Regions from separate parts of the Mus musculus genome. Here all the other regions are linked to region 1. Evidence: chromatin contacts called from public promoter capture Hi-C data. All regions are on one chromosome and are shown on one strand. The core of a region is the stretch at or near the end of the contact, and the rest is flanking DNA. Distances in the headings are between cores, read along the strand shown.

Evidence for each region. Promoter capture Hi-C pulls out the DNA fragments that hold promoters and counts their contacts. Capture Hi-C pulls out chosen DNA fragments and counts their contacts.
Region 2: a promoter capture Hi-C map of adipose tissue shows a contact between it and region 1. The contact joins two enhancer-like sites. A contact is called at or near these places in 6 of 484 Hi-C or Micro-C datasets (3T3-L1-derived adipocytes, bone marrow-derived macrophages, cerebellum and 3 more), 3 of 115 datasets of contacts at active chromatin or transcription factors (double positive thymocytes, embryonic stem cells and memory CD8 T cells) and 3 of 9 other capture datasets (adipose tissue, embryonic stem cells and liver).
Region 3: a contact with region 1 is called in a promoter capture Hi-C map of hippocampal neurons, with 1.6 times the contacts expected there. The contact joins the promoter of Zfp106 here to the enhancer-like site in region 1. A contact is called at or near these places in 9 of 39 promoter capture datasets (the 3T3-L1 cell line, 3T3-L1-derived adipocytes, the C10 cell line and 5 more), 7 of 115 datasets of contacts at active chromatin or transcription factors (the 230-238 cell line, the SCID.adh cell line, bone marrow-derived macrophages and 3 more) and 2 of 9 other capture datasets (liver and pancreatic islet).
Region 4: a contact with region 1 is called in a promoter capture Hi-C map of adipose tissue. The contact joins two enhancer-like sites. A contact is called at or near these places in 14 of 39 promoter capture datasets (the 3T3-L1 cell line, the C10 cell line, the HPC-7 cell line and 8 more), 1 of 15 datasets of contacts at CTCF or cohesin (the NIH/3T3 cell line), 3 of 484 Hi-C or Micro-C datasets (the CH12 cell line, bone marrow and bone marrow-derived macrophages), 1 of 115 datasets of contacts at active chromatin or transcription factors (large pre-B cells) and 3 of 9 other capture datasets (adipose tissue, liver and macrophages).

The regions. Positions count from the first base shown.
Region 1 is chr2:120,869,186-120,875,053 of GRCm38.p6, reverse strand. Ubr1 (ubiquitin protein ligase E3 component n-recognin 1) reads left to right here. Exons shown (of 47, transcript NM_009461.2): 42 at 1,822-1,930; 43 at 4,009-4,065. Among named protein-coding and RNA genes, the nearest start is that of AV039307, 21 kb to the right of the region's middle. Within about 2 kb of position 3,138, at least 35 of the 459 cell types and tissues checked have an H3K27ac peak or open chromatin away from gene starts, as enhancers often do. A contact at or near this core is called in adipose tissue and hippocampal neurons, where this site is marked.
Region 2 is chr2:120,516,281-120,522,524 of GRCm38.p6, reverse strand. It overlaps Zfp106 (zinc finger protein 106), which reads left to right. Exons shown (of 22, transcript NM_011743.3): 14 at 1,980-2,114; 15 at 3,344-3,460. Among named protein-coding and RNA genes, the nearest start is that of Zfp106, 44 kb to the left of the region's middle. Within about 2 kb of position 3,699, at least 52 of the 459 cell types and tissues checked have an H3K27ac peak or open chromatin away from gene starts, as enhancers often do. A contact at or near this core is called in adipose tissue, where this site is marked.
Region 3 is chr2:120,560,505-120,566,119 of GRCm38.p6, reverse strand. Zfp106 (zinc finger protein 106) reads left to right here and starts at 2,261. Exons shown (of 22, transcript NM_011743.3): 1 at 2,261-2,433.
Region 4 is chr2:120,456,357-120,461,878 of GRCm38.p6, reverse strand. It overlaps Ganc (glucosidase, alpha; neutral C), which reads right to left. Exons shown (of 24, transcript NM_172672.2): 22 at 4,559-4,671; 23 at 3,733-3,836; 24 at 1,013-2,063. The coding sequence ends at 1,954. 4931402G19Rik (RIKEN cDNA 4931402G19 gene) reads left to right here. Exons shown (of 5, transcript NR_040608.1): 3 at 1,313-1,438; 4 at 2,355-2,435; 5 at 4,294-5,522. Among named protein-coding and RNA genes, the nearest start is that of Capn3, 4.5 kb to the left of the region's middle. Within about 2 kb of position 1,483, at least 5 of the 459 cell types and tissues checked have an H3K27ac peak or open chromatin away from gene starts, as enhancers often do. A contact at or near this core is called in adipose tissue, where this site is marked.

The DNA of each region.
Region 1 (5,868 bases), core at 1,889-4,388:
CCTCACAGAATAGGCTGAGTGTAGGGCAGACAGCATGATAGCTCCCTGGCTAAGGTACTTGTTGCCGAGCCTGACAGCATAAGTTTACTCCCTAGAACCCACACAGAAGAAGGGTAGACTAACTCTTACAAGTTGTTCTCAAACCCACAACATGCACACTGTATATAGTCATGCCCTTCCCCTCCCCCAGTAAATAAGAAAATATAAAAAGTAAATAAAAATTTTAAATCCAGATGTGGTGGCAAGCAACTGTAATCATAGCATTTCTATGAAGAAATGGGAGCAGAGACAGGAGAAGCACCCTGAAGGCTGTGGCCCAGCTAGCAACAGAAACAAGACAGACCTGGCTTAACAAAGTGAAGAGAAAGAACTTGTCTCCTAAAAATTGTCCTCTGGCCTCCATGTGAAAGCAATACATACACACATGTACATGTGTACATACACAGGCATGCATACAATTTTTTTTAAACATACATATGTGCAAGCTGAATGTAGTGGCATACAATTTAATCCCGGTACCCAGGAGGCAGAGGCAGGCTGACTTCTATTAGTTTGAAGCAGATTGGTTTCCATAGGGAGGTCCAGGCTTCCTAAGGCTATATTGTGAGAACTTGCCTCAAAAATAAAATAAACTACATATATGAAGACTATTAACTGAAGGATATATAGAAAATTAGAGATGTTTGTTACCTTTATGGAAAAGAACTATTCAGACAGGAAGGTGACTTTATTATATACTTGACTTTGGATTTTGAATACATAGCTATACTAATGGATAAAATAATGATCAAAAAGGCCTTCTGAACATCAAAAACCTGCATTTACTAACAGTATCATTTCTTGTTCTTTTACTTATTTCTAAATCTAGACAAAAATAGAGAAGGCTTCCTTACATACTATGTCCTCTTTGTGAGAGTCAGAGTATTTGTTTGATTTTTTTAAATTGCCCAGAATTATCCAGAGGATCATTTTGTCCCTTGAGGATACATAAATGGGGTCACCTTTACCAGCTGTTAACATCCTTATCTTGAATTCAGTTCAATAGGTGTGGTCAACCTTTGTCAGGGTTCTCTATAAAATAGAATGCTACTCTCCAAGTAATTTCTGTGTGCTGCCACACACAGCAAGTTCATGTACTTATCCAAAGCTGTCATAAAAAAATAAAGTATTTTCTTTTTTAGGATTCAGGCAAATCTAAGCAAAGCTTAAATATGCAAGGTATAATACCAAATGGTAATGAGTCCTGCAAAGTAAAGCTGATCACAGCCAGGGTCAGGACTCAAGGACATAGGTAGTCAAGGAAGACTTTTCTCCAAGGAGAATTAAACAAAGAGCAGCATAGAAGGAGCTCAGCTGACAGAGAGGTGAAGAGCCTTTCAATGTAAGGTATTGCTTGGCATAGTAAGAGAACAGTGAAGATTTGATTCCAGCTGGAAACCTCCTGCGCAGGAAGGTCCAGGAGGTAGCCAGATGTATGCATTTTATCTGGGCATTTATGCCACAATAAAGCCTTTGTGAGCTAGGGTCGAACTCAGTAGAGCACCTCACCAATCCAGTCCCTGGGTTGTATCATCAGCAAAGTACCACCTGTCTCCACATACTAACCCCAGAAGAAGAGACTTTGTATTGTATACTAAGTGATAGTCATAGGAGCCATCTGATGGGGTGACTCACATTCGTTTTATAAAAGGATCACTGTGGCTTACTTGCCACCCACTGTTTTATGGAGCAGATAGAAATGAGTATAAATAATGAAGAGCTCCTTTAACACTGTAGATCAGAATAATGTGCTCATCAAATATATCTTGATATTTCTTGCAGATTCTGCTGAAGGAGAATTCAGTGCACTCTGTAGCTATCTATCTTTACCCACAAATTTGTTCCTGCTTTTCCAGGAATATTGGGATACCATAAGGCCCTTACTACAGAGGTACTATGGGGGCAAATGTAATGATGGCTTTTATCTAGTTTGAATTTTTTTATGTTTATCTTAAACTTTTGATTGGTTTTGATACAGGATTTTGCTGTGTTAACCCCAAACTCTGTTCATCCTCAGACTCCTCCAGGGATCAATGTGAAACATTTGCTTTTATGTTTTTAAGACAGGGTCTAATAGAGCCCAGATTGGTCTAAGACTCACTATGTAACTAAGGGTGGCCTTGAACTCCTGTTTCTCTTTCAGCTGCCTTCTAAATGCTGGAATTACAAATGGGGACCATAATCAATGCCTTTCTCTTAGTTTCAAAAATTTTAAAATTACTATTATTCTCTAAGCTTTTCAGTAGATTAACATTGGCTGCAAGAGGCAGGAGCGTACAGAGATTCTCAGTGCACGCACTTAAGGAGTGGGGTTGAGACCAGCTGCACCCCGTTCACTTTACTTGGTTCTTGTACAGTTATTATTTTGGTCCGATCTTAAAATGTGGTGGGGAGAAGGAAGTGCTCATAAACAGAATCATGATTAAGAATCAAAAGACTGATCATGGTCGGCAGAGGAAGGCAGAGCTCTGTGAGTTCCTGGCCATCCCAGGCTACCGAGTAAGACCCCGTCTCGAGAAAGAAAGAAACCTAACAAGCTCACACTGGGGCTTGTAGTATTGCTCAGTTTGTAGAGTTCTGGCCTAGCCTGCACGAAGTCTCTGTTCAGCCTCCACCCAGCACCCTATAAAGCAGTCACCATGGCATATGTGCCTAAAATCCCACAACTCCCGAGGTAGAAGCTAGAGGTTAGAAGTTCAAGGTTATCCCTTGATTATGTAGCACATTTGAATCTATTTCTCAGTACATGAGAATTTATGTAAAAGGATAAAGAGAGTGAAATCTGGAACTGTATGTCAAACTGTGGAGAATGTGGTAGAACACATGTCAGAAGAGTGGCTGAGAGCCAACTAGCCCTGCAGTGACTAGAGAGGCATGTGCCTCCCTTTCAGAAAGACTCTGCTGCACCTGATCCTGACGCCTTGTTTGCGTCTGACTCCAGTTCCCTCTCCCTATGCCTGTCTGTCCTACCGTTCTTACAATCAGTTTCACCGTGTTACTCTGAATTCTCACTCTCCTATGAGTTTGTCTGTCCTCCTTACGTCCCTTTTCCTTCTCATGCCCACGTCAGAGCTGGGTGAATGCTAGCCTGCCTCGTGGGACTCCTAGTCCCACACCCTAGGCTCTCTGCCAGCTTTTTGCTTTGCTTCCTGAGTTCTCATGGGCATTGTGATCTCTCATAAAATCAAAATGAATTGTTTTTAGAATTCATGGTTTAGAATTAACGTCACTTGTTTTATTACAATGACACAAACTTCATTTATAGTGCAGCTGAGTATGGAGTGGCTGAGTCTTGGATGTGCTATTTTAGTTTAAGTATGAAGAAAGCTTCTGCCATTTGTGCTCTTCCTGGCTCTGCTTGCCTTAGGTCTGTTCTTTGTCAGTTGATCCAGTGGGAGGCACAAGCAAGGGGCTGGAAGCAAGGGAGGATAAAGTTCCCAGCCACCTCTCTGCCTCCCAGGACATCTTTTCAGTAGGGACTGTGGCTCTACTGATACCAGAAAAGCCTGCTGCAATCCTGTTACCCACTGGTGACTCAACCCAGGGCAACAGTGATGTCGTCTTTCCTCCCACTCCTCCGACCTGCACTGGGGCAAATAGTTAAGGCTTTTTTTTTTCCTTTTTTTTAAAGGCCTTTTGTCTCAAGGGCCTTCTTGGTCCTTTGTCACTTCTCCTGGGAGTAGGCAAGTATACCTACCACACACGCTGTATGCAGAGCCCCTATTATTACTGGTATTGCTACTTCCTGCTATTAATTTCTCTCATTTAAATTGTAGATGGTTTCTGTTCTAAAGACTAATTAACCAAATCCTTGAAAAAGGATTTAGAAGGGGTTGGGAGAGTAGGAAAGGAGAGAAAAGGGTAAGAGGTAAACTTAAATACACAGAGAGGATTAGAGAGAAGAGAGCAGCTGATGTGCACTGCAGTTTGCCTGTGACCAGCCTCCTTCTCTCTTGACTCCACTTACAGGTGGTGTGGAGATCCTGCCTTACTCAAGTCTTTGAAGCAGAAAAGTGCTGTGGTCAGGTTGGTTTTACTATTTAAATCTTTTCGATATATCCAGAACTGTGTTTCTAAAATGCTTGGCTGGTTTGCCTTAATTCTAGCCTGTCCCCTTTATTCTCAGTTCACTGTTTCCTGGATATCTGTTGGTCTTTGCCGCCAGATATCAGGTTTTTCCTACACTGATTTTTTTCTCAGAAATGGTTATCCTTCCTTCTTAAATTGTCAGAAGCCACCAGCTCCACTGGAGGAATCATCCTTGAATTGGTACCTGCCTGTCAAAAGGCAACGGAGCTTGTGTCTGGGAGCTGCTGGTTTACTAAAGCCAGGAGGTGGTGGTTTACACTGTTCATATAAATCAGTTTCCCCACCCTTTGAGAATAACAATATAAATAGATCTGACAGTCTTCTCCCCTTCTTGTGTATATGCTTAGAAACTAGACCCCATGCATATCTCAAAAAAAAAAAGAAAAAAAAAAGACAAACTTTTCTTAGGCTGTACATGATGGTACATAGCTGTGATCCAAGAGAGAGATTGAGGTATGAGGCATATGAGTGGCAGGCCAGATTGGGCTTTGTAAGGAAATGAGACTATTTCCAAACTAACAAGAAGTTTCCTCAGCTCTCTTTTCTCTTGAGTTATGGGTCTGTCCGAATCTACATTTTCCCTCAAGTACATGTCCAAATGCCACCTTTTCCCTGAAGCCTGTCTTCTCTGGCATGTGAGTGTGTCTATATATATCTTCCAGCCTCCTAAATCCCTAAACAGCAAACAAGAGAATGGCACGTTTGCCTGTGGCCTGGCTTATATTACATTCTGTGTATTATCTAATTGTTATGTGATTGAGTTGCTTCAGTAAACTGATACAAGAGTTGGTTCCTAGTACCATTTTCTCTTCAGCCCTTGAACTCCGTTCAGCTACAGGAAATATGCATAAGCTGCATTCCCTACAACCCAACGTTAGTGATTGATAACAGTAGCCCTGCGGCCGGTCAGTACCCAGAAAGGAAAGACACCGCTATATAGAGAAATAGAAAAGCTTATGATGTCAATATATATTTTTCAACTAGTACTATCATGCAGTTTTTTCTTTATTTCATATCATGGTGTACCTTTTAAATATCTTTCCACAGCATGGTACTGAAATAATCTGAGAAATTGAAAGGAGATAACACACATATACTCTTTGGTTATGAGCAACTGGCAATCTTAGTTAGTTATATACATGTGTATACTTTATATACATTGCATGATTTATATATAGTATATATATATAACATTATAGCACAAAATATAATAATATATAGGATATACCACTAATACCTTAAAGAAATATAAAGAGGAAAGTAGGTGTGCCTGTAGTCCAATACTTGAGAGACGGAGATAGAAGGATTGCTGTTTATTTGAGGCCAGCCTGGGCTACACATTGAATCTGAAACCAACCCAAGTTACAAAATGGGACCTATCTTTACAAAATTAAAAGAAAAAGGAAACTTAAAGAGGAAAAGATTCTTCTTTTGTTTGTTTGGTGTTTTTGAGACTGTGTCTTACTGTGTAATTCCAGCTAGCCTACAACTGTTATATAGCATGTAGCCCAAGTTGACCTCAAACTAAAAAGTCCTCTTGCCTCAGTTTCCTCTCTGTTAGAGTTACAAGCATGCTGCCATGCCTGATAAGACAATTCTTAATGAGGCAGGGTTAATTTTAGAGAAGATTATTTTTAGCTGAATTAAGAATTATAAGTGAAAGGCTTAGAGATGGCTTAGAAGTTAAGAATACTGCTCTTCCAGAGAACCGGGGTTAAATTTCCAGCACCTACATGGCAG
Region 2 (6,244 bases), core at 2,450-4,949, 350 kb after region 1:
ATCACATTTTCCTTAAATGTGGTTCTGAGAGGAACCTGTAGTGTCTCTTCCTCTCTCCAGAGAAAAAGTCCTTCAGTTTATTCTCTGAACCAACATCCAGTAGGTGAGGAACAGTCAGGCCCCAGCCTTGAAGTTAGTGATGGGGTCAGTCATACAGCTGCTACATAATAGAGGAAGCAGGATGTGACTATTGCAACGTGTTTGAGAAAGAATTTTTATTTTTTATTTTTAAATATTTATTTATTTTTATGTATGTGAGTACACTGTAGCTGTACCAAATGGTTGTTGGAAATTGAATTTTTAGGACCTCTGCTCGCTCTGGTCAACCCTGCTTGCTCAGGCCCAAAGATTTATTTATTATTACATATAAATACATTGTAACTGACTTCAGTTGCACCAGAATTACGAGTGGTTGTGAGCCATCATGTGGTTGCTGGGATTTGAATTTAGGACCTTTGGGAGAGCAGTCAGTGCTCTTGCCCGCTGAGCCATCTCGCCAGCCAGAGAAAGAAATTTTCCGCTGGTGATTATAGAATCTAGGTTCTTAGAGAAAGTAGCCCTTCCCACGTCTCCCCTCAATGTAAGTGATGCTCATCATGCTTCAAGAAACACTTTCAAGATTAGAATTGATGTGAAAACTAACTTTGTCTTCCACAATTATAATCAAGACTGAACCAACACCATAAAGGTATGAAAACTTGAAAGTTAAATGAGAGCTGGGCATGGTGGCGCACGCCTTTAATCCCAGCACTCAGAAGGCAGAGGCAGGCGAATTTCTGAGTTCGAGGCCAGCCTGGTCTGCAAAGTGAGTTCCAGGACAGCCAGGTCTATACAGAAAGTTAAAAGAGGAACTAAGGGGTTGATAACAGGTTTGTGATCTAGGGCTATGAGAAGTATTGGAAATGACCTCAGAAGAAAGCAGTGATATATGGAAGTATGAGCGAATGTTCTACAAGAGCAGAGCTAGGTGTGGTGGCATATGCCTTTAATCCTATCACTTGGGAGGTGGCGGTAGAGGCAGGAGGATCAGGAGTTCAAAGCCAGCCTCTGGTACAAAGGCTTAAAAACAGCTTAAGCTACATGAGACTATGTCTCAAAAAAAAAAAAAAAATCTAGGAAATGAGGTCTTAACTTCCAGGTTGTGAGACCTATGTATGAATGTATATATGTACATTGTAAATAGATTTTGTATGTACACAGATATAGCATTTAAGACAGTTTTTAGGAAACCATTCCTAAGCCACTAGGACCAGTGATAGCACCTGACATTTAAGTTGTGAGTGTTCTCATAAGCTGGTAACCAAATGTATAACCACTATGGGCAATCAGCAGCAGCCTAGATTTTCTAAGTCTCTTGGCCCATGTCTTAGAAAAACTTGACCTAATAGTATTTTTGGACGTAGCTTAGTAAATATATAGTTGTAGGTATCTCACTGTATGTGACTTTGCTTGGCAGTTAGTGCACAACAAATATTTACTAAGCACACATTGTGTGCTGGGTAACATATTTGGGTGAATACAGCAGTAGACTGGAAGTTATAACATTTTTTTTATTAATAATTATAATAAAAGGTATTATCTAATTTCTATTGCTATGATGAAATGCCATGACCAGGGCATCTTCTAGAAAGAAATGTTTATTTGGGCTTAGAGTTCCTGAGGGTTGTAGTCCATAATGGTGGGAACTGTGTGGCTGGCAATGGGCATGGTGGCAGCATTAAGAAGCTCCTCCCATCTTGAACCTCAGGAATGGGGCAGAGAGTAAACTAGAAATACTGTGAATCCTAAACATCAAAGCCTGCCCCTGCTGACATACTTTGTCCACAAGGCTATACCACCTACCCTCCCCCAGACAGTACCACCAACTGGTGAGAGTATGCAAATACCCATGACATTTTAGAAGCTGTTGACATTTCTAATGCAAACCACCATATTTTCCCAATTTTGGGAGTACTAATCTGACCTGTGCTTGACCTTAGAGTCGAAAGTGTGTTGGTGTCTTTGAGGGACACACTTCCAAAGTGAACTGCCTTCTTGTCACTCACACCTCTGGGAAGAGTTCTGTCCTCTACACGGGTTCCAGTGACCACACCATCCGCTGCTACAATATTAAGGTGAGTGGCTGCAGAGAAATCAAGTGTATTAACCTTTCATGTATATTTATCATCATCCTACTTGTTTGACTTCCTCATTTTTGCCATAGTTTAGCATGCTGATACAATCGTGGGTAGATGGGAGATTTAGTATAAATCATATTTTCTGTTTCTTCATTATTATCTGCTGATTTTGTGCTGTAACAGCATACCCTATTGGTCTTACTTTCATGTCATATGCCAGAATTAATCCTCCTGACAATGTTTTTAATTACATTTATCTATTTACATTGTGTATGTATGTGTGTATATCTATATACATGTGTGTAGAGGTCAGAGGAGTTTTTTTTCTCTTTCTGCCTTATGGTCCAAAGAATCGAACTTGGACTACAGGCCTTTATCAGCTGAGCTATCTCACTGGCCCCTGTTAATTTCTTTAAAGTTAAATTTTATGGGACATAGGGAAATAAGTCAGTTGGTAAAGTTCTTGCCTTGAATACCTTTTATTCCCAGAACTCACTTTTTAAAAGCTGAACACGGGGCCCACAAGGTGGCTCAGCAGAGAGACTCTTGCTGTCAGGCTTGATAGCCAAAGTTTAGATCCATGTGATCCACGTGGTGGGAGGAGGAAACCACCTCTGTCCAAGTACTAAGAAACAGGCCTATGTCATCACACCCTGTTTGTGATGTGCTGGGGACTGGACCCAGGGGTCCATGCCTACTAGGCCAGTACTCAGCCTGCCAGGTACAGCTCTATCTAAAGCTTATCTGTCTTCATTTAAAAAGCCCTTTAAAGAATTCATGTAAGCCGGGCATGGTAGCACACGCCTTTAATCCCAGCACTCGGGAGGCAGAGGCAGGTGGATTTCTGAGTTCGAGGCCAGCCTGGTCTACAAAGTGAGTTCCAGGACAGCCAGGGCTACTCAGAGAAACCCTGTCTCAGAAAAAACCATAAGAAATAAAAATAAATAAATAAAAAAGAATTCATGTTTTTAATTAGAAATACCAGTATCATTAGAGGTTTGTTTTGGGGGGGGTGTTTGTTTGTTTTGTTTTTTGTTTTTGTTTACCTTTTTGATAGTACCCACCCTGTGATCTTGGCCTCACACTTTAAAGAGGAAACATACCTAAGATAGTCTACTGTGTGCTTTTCAGCATCATTTTAAGAGTTTAGAATAACAGTTGTTCACACAACTCATTGCCACTCTCCTTTGTTAGTAAGGGATTATTTTTTGGTTTTGGCTTTTCAGACCCGAGAGTGTATGGAACAGTTACAGCTGGAAGACCGTGTCCTCTGCCTTCATAATAGATGGCGAACCCTCTATGCTGGACTAGCAAATGGCACTGTGGTCACATTCGACATAAAGGTCAGTGGTTGGGGAAGCAGGCTGGATTCCCCTGCCCTCTGTCTCCGGTAGGAAACAGTGTGTAGTAATTCTCCTGTCTGTGAGGAAGGACAGAACTAGCCTTTATTCAAAACCCACTCTCTTGTGCAAGTGAGATCAGTCCTTTATTCTGTCTGCTCAGACTCACATATGCTAGGACCAAAGTGCAGCCTTACTAAATTAAACCAAGCCTTGATATTTGGGCCAAATAATGAGTCATATGTTAAACCAGTCCATCTGATTTATGAGTGACACCATGGAGAATGAATGTGACTTCCCTGACTACACTGCTGTAGTTGGGGACTGTTCTGTAAGGTGAAGTCATTTTGAGGTTTCCCTTAACAGCCATGCAGCCTCATTCTTTTCCACCTTATTTGGAGAGCAGATTTCACCATCTTCCTATCCTGGATCCCAGAGTTTCTTAGCTTATGTTGCTGTGATAAAATACCCAGCCAAAAGCAACTCAAAAAGAGTTTGTTTGATTTGGCTGACAATTCAGGGTTACACCATTAAGTAGAAGTCAAGGAAAGAAAGAACTTGAAGCAGCCAGTCATATCCACAGCAACGAACAGAAAGAAGTGAATACGTATATGCAAGCTTTTCTGTATTTGGCTCCCTTACCACACTTACAGTCAGGATCTAAACCCAGGGAATGGTGTACCCACATTGGGCGGTCCATGTCCTTCCCCCATCCTCCTTTCTGCCCCACTTAGTGCATTCAGGACAGTCTCTCATATTATCCACAAACCAAATTGACAAATCTCATTAAGACTTTTTTTCCCATATGATCCTAGGTTGTGTCTAGTTGATAAATAAAACTACCACTATACAGAGTAAGGTTAAGTTGTTGGTGCCTGATAGGATAGGTAGCAAGCTTATGCCTCAAGAGACTTGTCATTTCTACTTTAGAAGGTACATTGACAAGCTTGGAGAAGACTTACTAGTAGAATCAGGGACACCTTGTCGCAGGCTTTGTGGCAGCTAACATGAAAGGACAGGCTGAAGATGAGAGAAGGGAATAGGAGCACTATCCATGGAGGCAGGGGTCGGAAGTGTGGCTGCTGTAGCTCCACACCCCATCAGTGCCAGGGCTCCTCTGCAACAGCACTGACTGGGACTGTGTAAGGAAAAGCATGCAAGGTAGTTTTGGCCTTTTGGAAACTTTTCAAATAAAAATTGAAGACTCTAGTATATCTAGTATAATCAAGTGATTTGATCCATTGATACTTGTGATAAGTGCAGATTTTTAATTGAAGTGCCAGTCTCCTGATTAGATTGAATTAGGCAATATGAATAAAAACAAAAGGGCAAATTACAATTCTATTTATAAGGACGAAAGCTTAATAGTTATATTTTTCTCTTGTGCAGGTATTGTTGTCAGAGATTGACATCACAAAGAGACTTTGATGTCAGGCAGAAAGGTTTAGATGGCTGAAAGTCAAGAAGTAGAGGACAGATTTGAAAACTTTTGCATGCATGAATTTTGCAAATCAGGGCTGGCTCTTTTTGGCCGATGTTCTAGAATGCAGAATATAGTACTCAAGATAGACTGTTTACCTTGCAAGCTCTGTCCATCACTAGACACTGAACTCCAGACAGTTCTTAGCATGTCAAGATGGCTTGAAGTCATTGCTCAGCTGCCAACTGCTACTTTCTGCTGAGTTTCTGGGAGTTTTACTTCATGTATGTACCCAGAATATCTTTTTAAAAAATGTTTGAAGAAATGTGAAGCTTTGTGAGCAAGATTGAAAGCAGGGGAGAAGAGATAGGGGAGACGTGCATAAAGTGTGAGGTAGAGCATGTGTTTTAGAATTTATGGTATAAACATTCCATTCTGATAGGAAGACTGCTATCTTCTGTTAAAACACCTTCTAAGACACATCTGGTGGCGAGGGTATAGCAGAAGATCAAAGTAACACAAATGTGGAAAATTTAAATTTACTTATTTGTTTTAGATTAATTTCTCTTGTTTTATGTGTAAGAGTGTTTTGCCTGTGCACCACATGCCCACAGAGGTTGGTCAGATCTTTGCCCGAGAGTTTGGAATCTTCTTTACATTGGAAAGAGGACTAGGTGATTAAGAGGCTCAGATTTGGGCTGGTGAGATGGCTCAGCAGTTAAGAGTGCCGACTGCTCTTCCAAGGGTCCTGAGTTCAAATCCCAGCAACCACGTGGTGGCTCACAACCACCCGTAACAAAATCTGATGCCGTCTTCTGGAGTGTCTGAAGACAGCTACAGTGTACTTATATATAATAAATAAATAAATATTAAAGAGAGAGAGAGGGAGGATCAGATTTCCCTCATCTTGCTGCTCACAATACTAGTAACTCCAGAGCCAGGGGAGCCAGTACCCTCACATAGCCTCCATTGGAACCTGAATACATAAATGGTGTACCCCACATGTACACACATACAATAAATAAAAATAAATCTAAATGTGTTTAAGAAAACAGGTACCTCTCAGCAGAGAAATTTTGAAATGTCATGAGATATATAGCATATCTTTTAGGGGGATAAAACACAATGAGAACATAGGCATGGTGCTTCCAGCAGTATGAAGACTGAGGCAGGAGAATTCCTGTGTTTGAGAGTAGTCTGGACTGGCTATATGGTTCAAGACTCAGCTGGGTTGCATAGCAAGACCCTTTTCAGAAAAGAAAAATAACAGTGGAAGAGTCCTAAGTCTGGCAGAGACTGTGCTGGAGTCAGGTGGTTGTTAGGGTCAATACAGTTCAGGTCAAAGGTAGAAAATAATTTTCCGTGTA
Region 3 (5,615 bases), core at 1,012-3,511, 310 kb after region 1:
GTACACAGACAATCATGCAGGCTAAATACCCATACAAATAAAATATAATAAAAAAAATCAATACTGATAGGAGGTTTAGATAGTGGTTAAAACCCATAATCTCAGCATCAGGAGGTGGAGAGGCAGATTAGAAATACAAAATCATCACCGACTATGACAATATAGTGATGTTGAGGTTAACATTAGCAACCAGAGACCCTGCCTCAAACAATAAAGCCGAGAGGGCTGAGGCTGCCAAGAAGGCTCAGCAAATAAAGCACTAGTTCTCAAGCCTAAGGGCCTCGTTGATTTTGATCCCTAATTTTGATTCCATATAGTTGCAGGTCCTCTGACTTCTCTATATGAGCACTGGGTGAAGCATGTTGCCATACACACACACACAAATACATAGATATACATATATATAAAACCCAAGACACTAAGCAGAAAGGAACATTCATGGAAGAGAGACTAACCCTCACAGAGTTGGGGGAAGGAGGAGTATTCTCAATGATAATGACAAAATTTATTTGTAAGCCTGTATGTTTAGAAACAGGAAGTTAACTTTTCTGGGAAGTCAGAAACGGACCCTTTGCTGATTAGAAAAGTGGCTGCAACTTTAAGGAAATTGAGAAGCGTTGGGGTGTTGTAGAATGTGATAGACAGAGATAAGCACTATTAAGGCCTGTAGCAATGAACTCAGAAGTTTGTTTTGTTAGTCTTTCTTAAATCATTTCTTGAGGGCAGGGAGAGAGAAAATATATGGCTGAATACAGTTAGGATTGGGATAATTGCATATGTATCAAAAGATGGCCTAGTCGGCCATCACTGGAAAGAGAGGCCCATTGGACACACAAACTTTATATGCCCCAGAACAGGGGAACGCCAGGGCCAAAAAGGGGGAGTGGGCGGGTAGGGGAATGGGGGTGGGTGGGTATGGGGGACTTTTGGTATAGCATTGGAAATGTAAATGAGCTAAATACCTAATAAAAAATGGAAAGAAAAAAAAAGGATTGGGATAATTATGGATGTAATACTGTAGTTCTCAATTAGGGACATTTTTTGCCCTCCAGGGGGACACTGGGCAGGGTCTAGAGAGTTGGGGGAACATTATCTTAGAATGCACTAGACAGCAACTGGTAACAGTTATCTGCTTCAAACTGTAAATGTTGCCTGGCATGGTGGCGCGTGCCTTTAATCCCAGCACTTGGGAGGCAGAGGAAGGCGGATTTCTGAGTTCAAGGCCAGCCTGGTCTACAAAGTGAGATCCAGGATAGCCAGGGCTACACAGAGAAACCCTGTCTCGAAAAACAAACAAACAAACAAACAAACAAACAAAACAAAGCAAAGCAAAGCAAAAACAAAAACAAAAACCTGTCAATGTTGTGAAATCCTGGTCTATGGTTATTTTGGTCCTCACTTATATTGGCATTTCTTGAACTATGTCTCTGAACTTAGAGCAAAGCACTTCTGTATGTAATCTCCCTTAAAGGGGAAGTAGAAAAAGCAGCCTAGCAGACCTTAAATGCTTTAAGGACTTGTGATGTCACAAATACACAATTGGAAGAATTCCCTAAACCTTTAGAAGGAATCTGGATTTACACATAAATGAAGGTAGCTGTTTATTTTGATTTGAGGCTTTAACGTATTTATTTATTTATTTAGGTTTTTCGACAAAGGGTTTCTCTGTGTAGCCCTGGCTGTCCTGGAACTCATTCTGTAGACCAGGCTGGCCTAGAACTCAGAAATCTGCCTGCCTCTGCCTCCCAAGTGCTGGGGTTAAAGGTGTGCGCCATCACTGCCTGGCTAGGCTAAGATTTAAATTGAGTTCTGTCCTTTGTTGAAACAGTATCACATTGTAGCCCAGGAACTATGTAACAGCTTTGCCTAGCCTTGAACTCCCGTTACACTCTGCTCTCAACCTCCAGAAGCAGAGGTGAGCTACCATGCCTAACTTGGAATCTATCTGTTCCAAAGTTTCACAAGGAAGGAATAGTTTTGAAATGTAGTCAAGACACTGCCACAGCTTATGGTGGAGGGCTTAGAAAGTAGGGGAAGTCCAGAAAGAGCTTGGAAAATGGGGAAAACAAACAAACAAACAAACAAACCAAGAAAAAGAAGGTGCAGCCAATTGGTTTGTGCAAAAGACCTATCTGGGCTCTTCATCCTTTTTGAGTAAGGCCACTTGTCTGGTGTCCGTTGTTCACTTCTTATGTTCAAATAAAGCTAGATGGTTGAAAAGGGCGGATGGAGTGGGAGGGGAGAGGGAGCGTGCTGAGTTGCGTGCGCCTGCGCGCTTGCGCGATGGTGGTAGTAGCGGCGGCGGCGGCGGCGTCAGTGCCCGGCGGGGAGCGGGTCCCGGGCCGCCGCCGGACCGGAGGCTAAGGGGGCGTCTGGGAGCTCCCTCGCCGGGTCCTCGGCGGCCAGATGGCGTAGGAAGGTCGGGCTGTGAGTGTGAGTAAGGAGGATGCGGCCTGGTTGGGCGTATCGGAGCCCGAGGGTCTGCCCCCTGGACAGGTGGTGGAGCTGCGCCTGCATGCGACCACGCTACGATGCCCCTTCTGACCTGTGTGGGTTTAGGGTTTATTGGCGAGCGGTGCGTCTGGCTTCTGGGCACAGATTCCAGCAAGGGCAATCCGATTCTGTTCGCAACCCAGACTGGACGCGTGGCTCCAGGTTTTTGACCTTTGGGGCAGGCCCTGACCTCTGTCGGCATGGGGTCTAGTCTAGGAGGAATCTCAGCCTTAGTTTAAAAGCTGTAGGTTTCAGGCCAGGGCCATCTCTAGCCTTCCGAGACTAACAGTGTCGCCTCTTTTTCCTGCTTTTGAGGACTCTACTTGTGGGATGCGTCTTAGCAATGTAGTAGCAACTAGTGGAACGGTATGTGTCCATTTAATATTTAGTACGATTTTGGTGCGTAGTGTGGAGAGGAGATTATTGCACCGCCTCCCGTTTCAGTCTGTTAGGTATAGTCATCTTTGAAAGTAACGTAAACTATCTTTTTGGGGAAGTTCCAGATTTCAGTGTTGTGTGTGTGTGTGTGTTTTTTTACCCCAACTTGGAAGCAGATTACAGTTCTAGCCACCATATCGGTTTATATTAAAGTGATTCCAATCACAGACTGATTAAGAGCCAAATCCTGTTCTAAAACTACAGGGGGGAATCTTAAAAGTGTAACGCCAAAAAACGAAAGAATGAATGATCAGATTCATCTACGAGTTACTTAGTATCTGCTTTGCGTGTGATAAGTACATTCAGGTGTGTCTTGGGAATTTAACAAGCTGTTGTAGTAGATGTTTTTGGGTAGTACTTTTTACATGAGGTACTGAGATACTGAGAGTGATTTGTTGAAGTTTTCACGTTGTGGAGTTAGTGAACTTCATCTCCGGTGATGGCTACGCTCATCTCTTTCTGATACACCCAATTAGACATTCTTTTTTTGTTTTTGTTTTTATTTTTGTTTTTTGAGACAGGGTTTCTCTGTATAGCTCTGGCTGTCCTGGAACTCACTTTGTGGACCAGGCTGGCCTCGAACTCAGAAATCCGCCTGCCTCTGCCTCCCAAGTGCTGGGATTAAAGGCGTGTGTCACCATGCCCGGCTTTTTTTTTTTTTTTTTAAAGACTTATTTGTTATTATATCTAAGTACACAGTAGCTGTCCTCAGATGCACCAGAAGAGGGCGTCAGATCTCATTCCGGATGGTTGTGAGCCACCATGTGGTTGCTGGGATTTGAACTCAGGACCTTCGGAAGAGCAGTCGGTGATCTTAACCACTAAGCCTCTCTCTAGCCCCAAATTAGACATTCTAAGCACTCCTTCGAGATCGGACTGAACTACTAGATACAGAAAATAGTAGAGTTTATTTTGATTCATAGTTTTGGAGAGAATCTGGCTTATGTAGCCCAGACTGGCCTCAAACTTGATCCTGAGTTCAATCACAGTGCTGGAATTTCGTACAGCCCATCGTAGATTTTAACTGGAGAGAGGGTCAAGATGGATTTTTGAAGAGAGCTTCAACAGTCAGGAAAGAAAAGGTGTGAAGGGATTTCATCAGTCTGGTGCAGAACCAGTGGCTTTGACACAAGGAAGGTGTTTTAAACAGAAAAACCATGTCCTTACTGTACATCCAGATTAGAACAAATTCAAGGCTGGTCTCTGAGAAAAGCAGGGAACATTGAGTGCCTTGGCTCTTAAACCCAAGATGAGATCTCTACATAGTTTGTGTTTTGTAAATGGGTTCTGGAAAGGGAAGTTGAGGATTTTTATACTAAAGGTTACATTACTCTTAACTGCTCATCTAGGATGCAAGTTGCCCATGAACAGCTTACACTCTGTTGCTGTGGTTGTAGTCTGAAAGGGGCTGTCCAGAAGTATGAGCTACCAGGTGTGTATCAGAGGACTTGTAAAATTTGTGCTTTTGTTAGACTGAGCCACTTCTGAAAGTGGAAAATGTTTGTCAAGGATGAAGGATAGAAGTGGTTCCAGAGTTTCAGTTTCACAGTCTGTGACTTTTTTTTTTTTTTTTTTTTCTTTTTCTTTTTCTTTTCAAGCTAAACAAACACTTTTTGGTTTTTCGAGACAGGGTTTCTGTGTGTAGCCCTGGCTGTCCTGGAACTCACTCTGTAGACCAGGCTGGTCTAGAACTCAGAAATCCACCTGCCTCTATCTCCCAAGTGCTTGGATTAAAGGTGTGTGCCACCACTGCCCAGCCCTATCTATATTATTCAATACTAAATTGTTTGTTTTCTTTGATAGGGTTTCATGAAGCTAAAGCTGACCTTTAAGTCTGCATACTTCCCAAGTGCTAAAATTATAAGCACCATCACGCCTAGCTTTTTTGTTTTGTTTTAAAAAGTGTGTGTGTGTGTTTGTGTTTGTTTGTTTCACTGAGCTACTTTGGACATTTCCTCCCTCTTTTTGAGACATGGATCAGTCTGTCTACCTTGCCCAGGCTGTCTTGAACTTGCTTCTGTTCTGTGCCTCATGAGTAACTGGGACTGCACGGCTTACCATCAGGAACCTTCAAAGGCTACAATGTTGTTGCATTTGTTAGTCTACATCTTGAGGTCTCTTTTAACACAGAGAAGTTTCATTTCTTGCTTTTTCACCTTGATTTGTTGAAGACACCTGTGTAGATAAAACTGATGATTCAGGCTTGTGATACATATCACTAAGCTTGTTACAACCAACTGGATGCTAGAGAACAGTGCTTATTGGATTCCTGCTAAATGCTCTGTCTGTGATGCTGTCTGCTGAGGTTTCCCATTTTTTAATGATACTGAGATTGACTAGTGGGCTTAGTGGTAAATTTAGCCTCAATGGTGGTTTCTCACTGTTTTTCATTTGTTTGTTTAATAATTCTTTGCTCTGTAGCCACAGCTAGCCTGAACCAATCTGGCTTTGAAAAACAGCCTCCCTGGTGCTAGAATATGAATGGGAAGTTTATTCTAGTTTACTTGTGCTTTCTTATTGCTGTTGCTCGTTTGTGGAGACAGAGCTGGAGATAGCTAGCTCAAATCCATGACCCTTTCATGGGTCTAGCATCAGCCTTTCTGGTGCTAGAATTACTAGTGTGTGCTACCATGCCTGTTTTATGATGATCAGACACCTTAAGCTGGTACTTGCTTGGAGACAAG
Region 4 (5,522 bases), core at 234-2,733, 410 kb after region 1:
ATAGACAAAAGGGCATTTTGGCTCACAGTTTTAGAGTCTTTAGCCCTTATAAATTAGCTCCATTCTTCTGCGCCTGCAAAGAGGCAGAGCATCATGGGAGAATCTTGTGGCAAAGCAAAAGCATCTACCCCATGACCAGGAAGCAAACAAAGAGGAAAAGCAAAGACCATGACCAAAAGCAGCTTGTAGAAGAGTTTATTTTGGCTCATGTTGCACAGGGAGAGTCCATGACAGCAAGGAAGACATTGCGGCACGTGCTGAAGTGGGAGGCCGAGAGAGATCACATCTCAACAGCACACAGGAAGCAGAGCAAGCAAATAGAAAACCGAGTGAGGCTATCACCCAAAGCCTGCCACGGACGACATACTTCCTCTAGCAAAGATGTACCCCCTAAGAGTTTCATAACCTCCCCTCACGGTGCCACCAACTGGGGACCTTCTGTTCAAACAGATGAGCCTATGGGGGGCAGGCGTTTTCATTCACACTGCCACAGTGGTATGACAGGTGTGAGAGGAATGTCACATGATCTTAAGGAGGATACACTCTAGTAGGGAAATACACAGTCCTGCTTGAAATACTAAGGCACATCCCTGAGGATGCAAAGTAGGGTACAATTATTTGTGGGGCAGCCTTTCAGAGAAAGACAAAATCACTGCCAGTGGGTACTCGGAGGTTGGGGGTGTCAGGTTAGAAATTTTCATGGAGAAGTAGGGCTTGGGTTGGGTCTGGAAGGATGGTAAGATCTCTATGGGTGGAGGCAAGGGACAGTATTGAGGCTAAGGAAAGAGAAGGCAGAACGGTGGCAGTTGAAAGTAGGTAGTAAGTGTAGTGAGAGGCTCTGATGCTGAGGAGCTGAGAGCACCCCAACAACAGCAGCAGCAGACAGCAGGAGCCTCCAGAGTCTCCAGAGCTATTCGAGCCCATGCCAAGCCATATTGGAGCCCAATGCGAAAGGAAGAGGCAGTAATACTGAGGTGTCTTTATTTAGAACCTTTTGTTAAGCCTGTAAGGGTTTTTTTTTTTTTTTTGGCATTCATTTTGATTTTTAAAGACAGAGTATTGGAATACTACTCCTTTTGGTTATTGGTCGTGCCTAAGACAAGTGCCAATCCCTGTGCTATTCTAGTCCCAGCCCTGTGCTCTATTTTTAAAGTTCACCTGTGGGATGTGGGTATTTATTCCATTTTCACTAATTATAGCTTATTATACTCACTTTATAAATATTCTTCGGTTAGTAGATGGTTTTTAATAAAATACAATTAAAAGGAGTAAATCTGACTTTGAAAACTGATTTGGTACTTTTGAATCTAAGAAGCGTGAAAGAGGATCGTATCCTTGTGATCTGGAGTCACTCTCAGAGGAGAAGAACTTTCCACAGCCCTTGCCCATGGAGTGTCTGCAGCAGAGGCAGCCATACCCACACTGCTGCTGACAGAAGGTAACCCTGGAGTGCCAGGCACTGACATCCACTTGGGGATTGAGTTGGGCAACTCTGCTGCTGCTACAGTCGGAGTGAGCTTGCTACACAAGCCGAGGCAGGCCCCACAAATGGGCCTCTGAGTAGCCCTGCTCCATGTCAGGCCACTCCCTGAGCTCTTTCAGGGTCTGTGAGAAGGGTCAGTGTTTGTGCAGAGTGTGTCAACAATACATCTTTAAATGTATAATCTGAAATCTTATTTTTGATTTTTTTTTTTGAGACAAAGTCTCGCAATATAGCTTAAGCTAGTCTACAATCCTTCTGCTTCAGCTTCCTGAACGCTGGGATGACAGGAGTGGGCCATGGCACCCGGCTAAAATCTTAAAACCTGAAATTGACAGGTCATCAGTACACTAGAGATAAGTGAAATGTCATTTTCCCCAGGGAAGCAAATCAGATGGCAGCACAGATCCACAGAAGGCCAAGAAGGTAGAGCGGTCGGGTAGCTCCCCGTACTCCACCAGGGCGCCTGCTCATCAGCCCACACGGACTTCCCAGTCCTCACCAATGCGCAGAGACAGCTTCTCCAGACGCAGGGCAGATGTTTCGGCACAATATGTAAAAGCTGCAGGCTGAGCTCTACCATCTAAACAGCAAGAAGATAAAAAGATGGTTTGTGAGAAACCAGGAGAAAAAAAAATCTTTTTTTTTTCTTCAAATCTGACACGTTATCTGATGTTCTCAAATAGTGTTACATTTCACTTAGGAAAGCCTGGAAGCACATTTATTCATGAACTCTGTGAATGTTTTAAAATATGAAAAGTCTCATTGTTTTGAATATATTCCTGGTTGGAGAGACACTATCAGGAGCAAAGTGATTTATCTAAGAAAAGCAGTAGGTGAAATTCTTCAAAACAGAATTTTATTCTGCTCCTAGGGCTGAAGATGGCTGTGTACTGGCTGGTTTTGTGTGTCAACTTGACACAGGCTGGAGTTATCACAGAGAAAGGAGCTTCAGGTGAGGAAATGACTCCATGAGATCCAGCTGTAAGGCACTTTCTCAATTAGTGATCAAGGTGGGAGGGCCCCTTGTTGTTAGTGCCATCCCTGGGCTGGTAGTCTTGGGTTCTATAAGAAAGCAATCTGAGCAAGGCAGCCTAAGCAAGCCAGTAAGGAACATCGCTCCATGGCCTCTCCATCAGCTCCTGCTTCCTGACCTGCTTGAGTGCCAGTTCTGACTTTCTTTGGTGATGAACAGCAATGTGGACGTGTAAGCTGAATAAACCCTTTCTTCCCCAACTTGCTTCTTGGTCATGATGTTTGTGCAGGAATAGAAACCCTGACTAAGACAGGCTGTAACCTATTACACATTAAGAAACACCCAGAGGGCTGGAGAGATGGCTCAGTGGTTAAGAGCACTGACTGCTCTTTCAGAGGTCCTGAGTTCAATTCCCAGTGACCACATGGTGGCTCACAACCAATGGGATCCGATACCCTCTGGTGTGACTGAAGACAGCTGCAGTGTACTCATATAAATAAAATAAATAAATATTTTAAAAAGGAAACACTAAAATACTATTGTAGGCTTCCACTAGTTTCTCTGAGCCTACATTAGCTGTGGGAGAAAGAGCCACTCAGGATGAGAAGCAGAGTAGTAGCTAAGTCTAGAGCAGTGCCCAGCCTCGCTAATTCCTCATGTTGTAGTGACCCCCAACTATAAGATTATTTTGTTGCTACTTTTTTTGGGGGGGTTCGAGACAGGGTTTCTCTGTATAGTCCTGGCTGTCCTGAAACTCACTTTGTAGACCAGGCTGGCCTCGAACTCAGAAATCTGCCTGCCTCTGCCTACCGAGTGCTGGGATTAAAGGCGTGCTCCACCATGCCTGGCTTTGTTGCTATTCATAACTGTAATTTTGCTACTGTTATGAATCCTAATGTAAATATCTGATATGCAACCCCTATGAAAGAAAATTTGTGCCCCACAGGTGGAGAACTGCTGCTCTAGAGACTAGATAACCCAGAAGGACAGAGATGGCCTGAGCTTCATACAGTGTGACAGTTTGGGAACAAACCATCTCTCTCTTTCTTTTTTTTTTTTGGTTTTTCGAGACAGGGTTTCTCTGTATAGCCCTGGCTGTCCTGGAACTCACTTTGTAGACCAGGCTAGCCTCAAACTCAGAAATCCGCCTGCCTCTGCCTCCGAGTGCTGGGATTAGAGGCGTGCACCACCACCTGGCTAACAAACCATCTCTTAACTGCAGATATTTCTGTGCTTACAGCACAAACGCTGCAGTAAGAAGGAGATGTTTGCTTACCAGACAAGTGGGTAGTCACAGAAGATGGCTTCTTCTTAAGGCCTAAGACCAAGATCTGCTCCACAATGCACTTGCTGGGGTAATGACCCTTCTCATTGGCACACCTGGAAGGATACAGATGGTATTAGGAAAAAGAGAGGGATGGGGCTTTAATTGGTCTCCAGGTCAGTATCTCTACCCTGAGAGTTCTTGTTCCTATGGAGTTATGGTCCATGTAGGGGCCATTTTCAGTAGGACAAAGAGATTGAAAACAAATGATTCCCCGTGACAAGCACTAGGTAATCAGGGCCAGCTCAATCTCCCTAAACTGTTTGAAGCACAAAAGATATAGTGTGGTTTGGATATTACAATCAAGCTAAAAGAAACCAGATATTTGATTCATTGGTACATGGAGGAATGAAGGTATTAAGGAGTACTTAAGCTGAATAGTTTTATTTTGGGGGCAAAAAAGAGAAAGGTAAAAAAGGAGCTTTAATGGTCAGTGATTTAAAAATACAAATGGCCTTCACCACTCATTTATTTAAATAATGTCTTAAATACTTTTTATTACTTTTATTTTAGGAATATAAAATTGGCTGTGTGTATGTAAGTGTACCACATGCCCTTGGAGGCCAGAAGAGGAGGTGTAGCTCTCCTGCAGCTGAGTTACAGACCATATGGATGCTGGGAACTAAACCTGGGTCCTCTTCAAGAGCAACCAGGGTTCTTTAAGCCAAGGCCATTTCTCAAGCCCCTAGATTGAAAACTTGAGCTATCATTCATTTACTTGAAGATGCCAAGAGGTGAGCATAGTCTAAGAGGAATCACAGCTCATAGCTGCCCTCACCTGTTGGTCAGAACACTGGAGCAGAATAAGAACTTGCGGTATAAGAACTGGTTCTGGTGGAGGTACTGGAATGAATGGCCGTCATCAAGATACAGCTCTCCCACAGCAGAACCCTGTGGAGCGAATTACAGAGGATCTGCTACTGGCAATAGTTTTACAGAAAAAAATGTCATCTTCCAAAGGGAAAGAGTAGCAGCTGAAAATCCCTGAAAAAAATCTGAAGAGCTGAGCATTTGAACTGCACAAAGTTACACATACGTTCCTGACATAGTCAATGTCCAATCACTCCGGAGTAGACATGAACAGGGTGGTTACATAAGAGGGCCACACAGAGTTAGGCTTTGTTGAAGGACATTGAAATATGAAGCATAGTAATGACTTCTGTGATGATGCTATCGCAGAACGTGTCAAGAACGTTTACAGAATGGAATTGAAGTTGGAAAAATATCACAATATAATAGATGGAGTCAACTGTCTCTAGATGCCCTTTGTACTCTTTTGCAGCCAAACACTCCAGCCCTCTGCACAGCAGGTTAGTTACTAACGCTGGTGGCTGTAGGCTGGGTCTCTTGACTTCTGCAGTCATTCTGGGATCCCACATGGATCCTAGAGCGAAGTTTGCCTGAAGAGGACAAGCTTCAATAAAAATACATGGAAAAGAAGATATAATTTACTTATAACTAAGTATAACTATAACAAGAATATGTTTTTGGCTCTGTAAGGCATTGAGGTAAGAGAGAGGTGTGCAACCACAAGCTTGTTCAGAAGACACTCGAAACACTCCCAAGCCATACTCAGGGGGACTTTAGATATTTGAGCTGCCCGACGAGAGTAGAAGTTACTGAATGGGTTCGGGTAGGCCCCAAATAGTTAAGACACATTTTCAATGGCCCTCTTCGGGAGGAGACTGAGTTTCAGGACTAGTCTATGGGGTGGACTGCATAATAGTTGTTTTCCAGTAGCA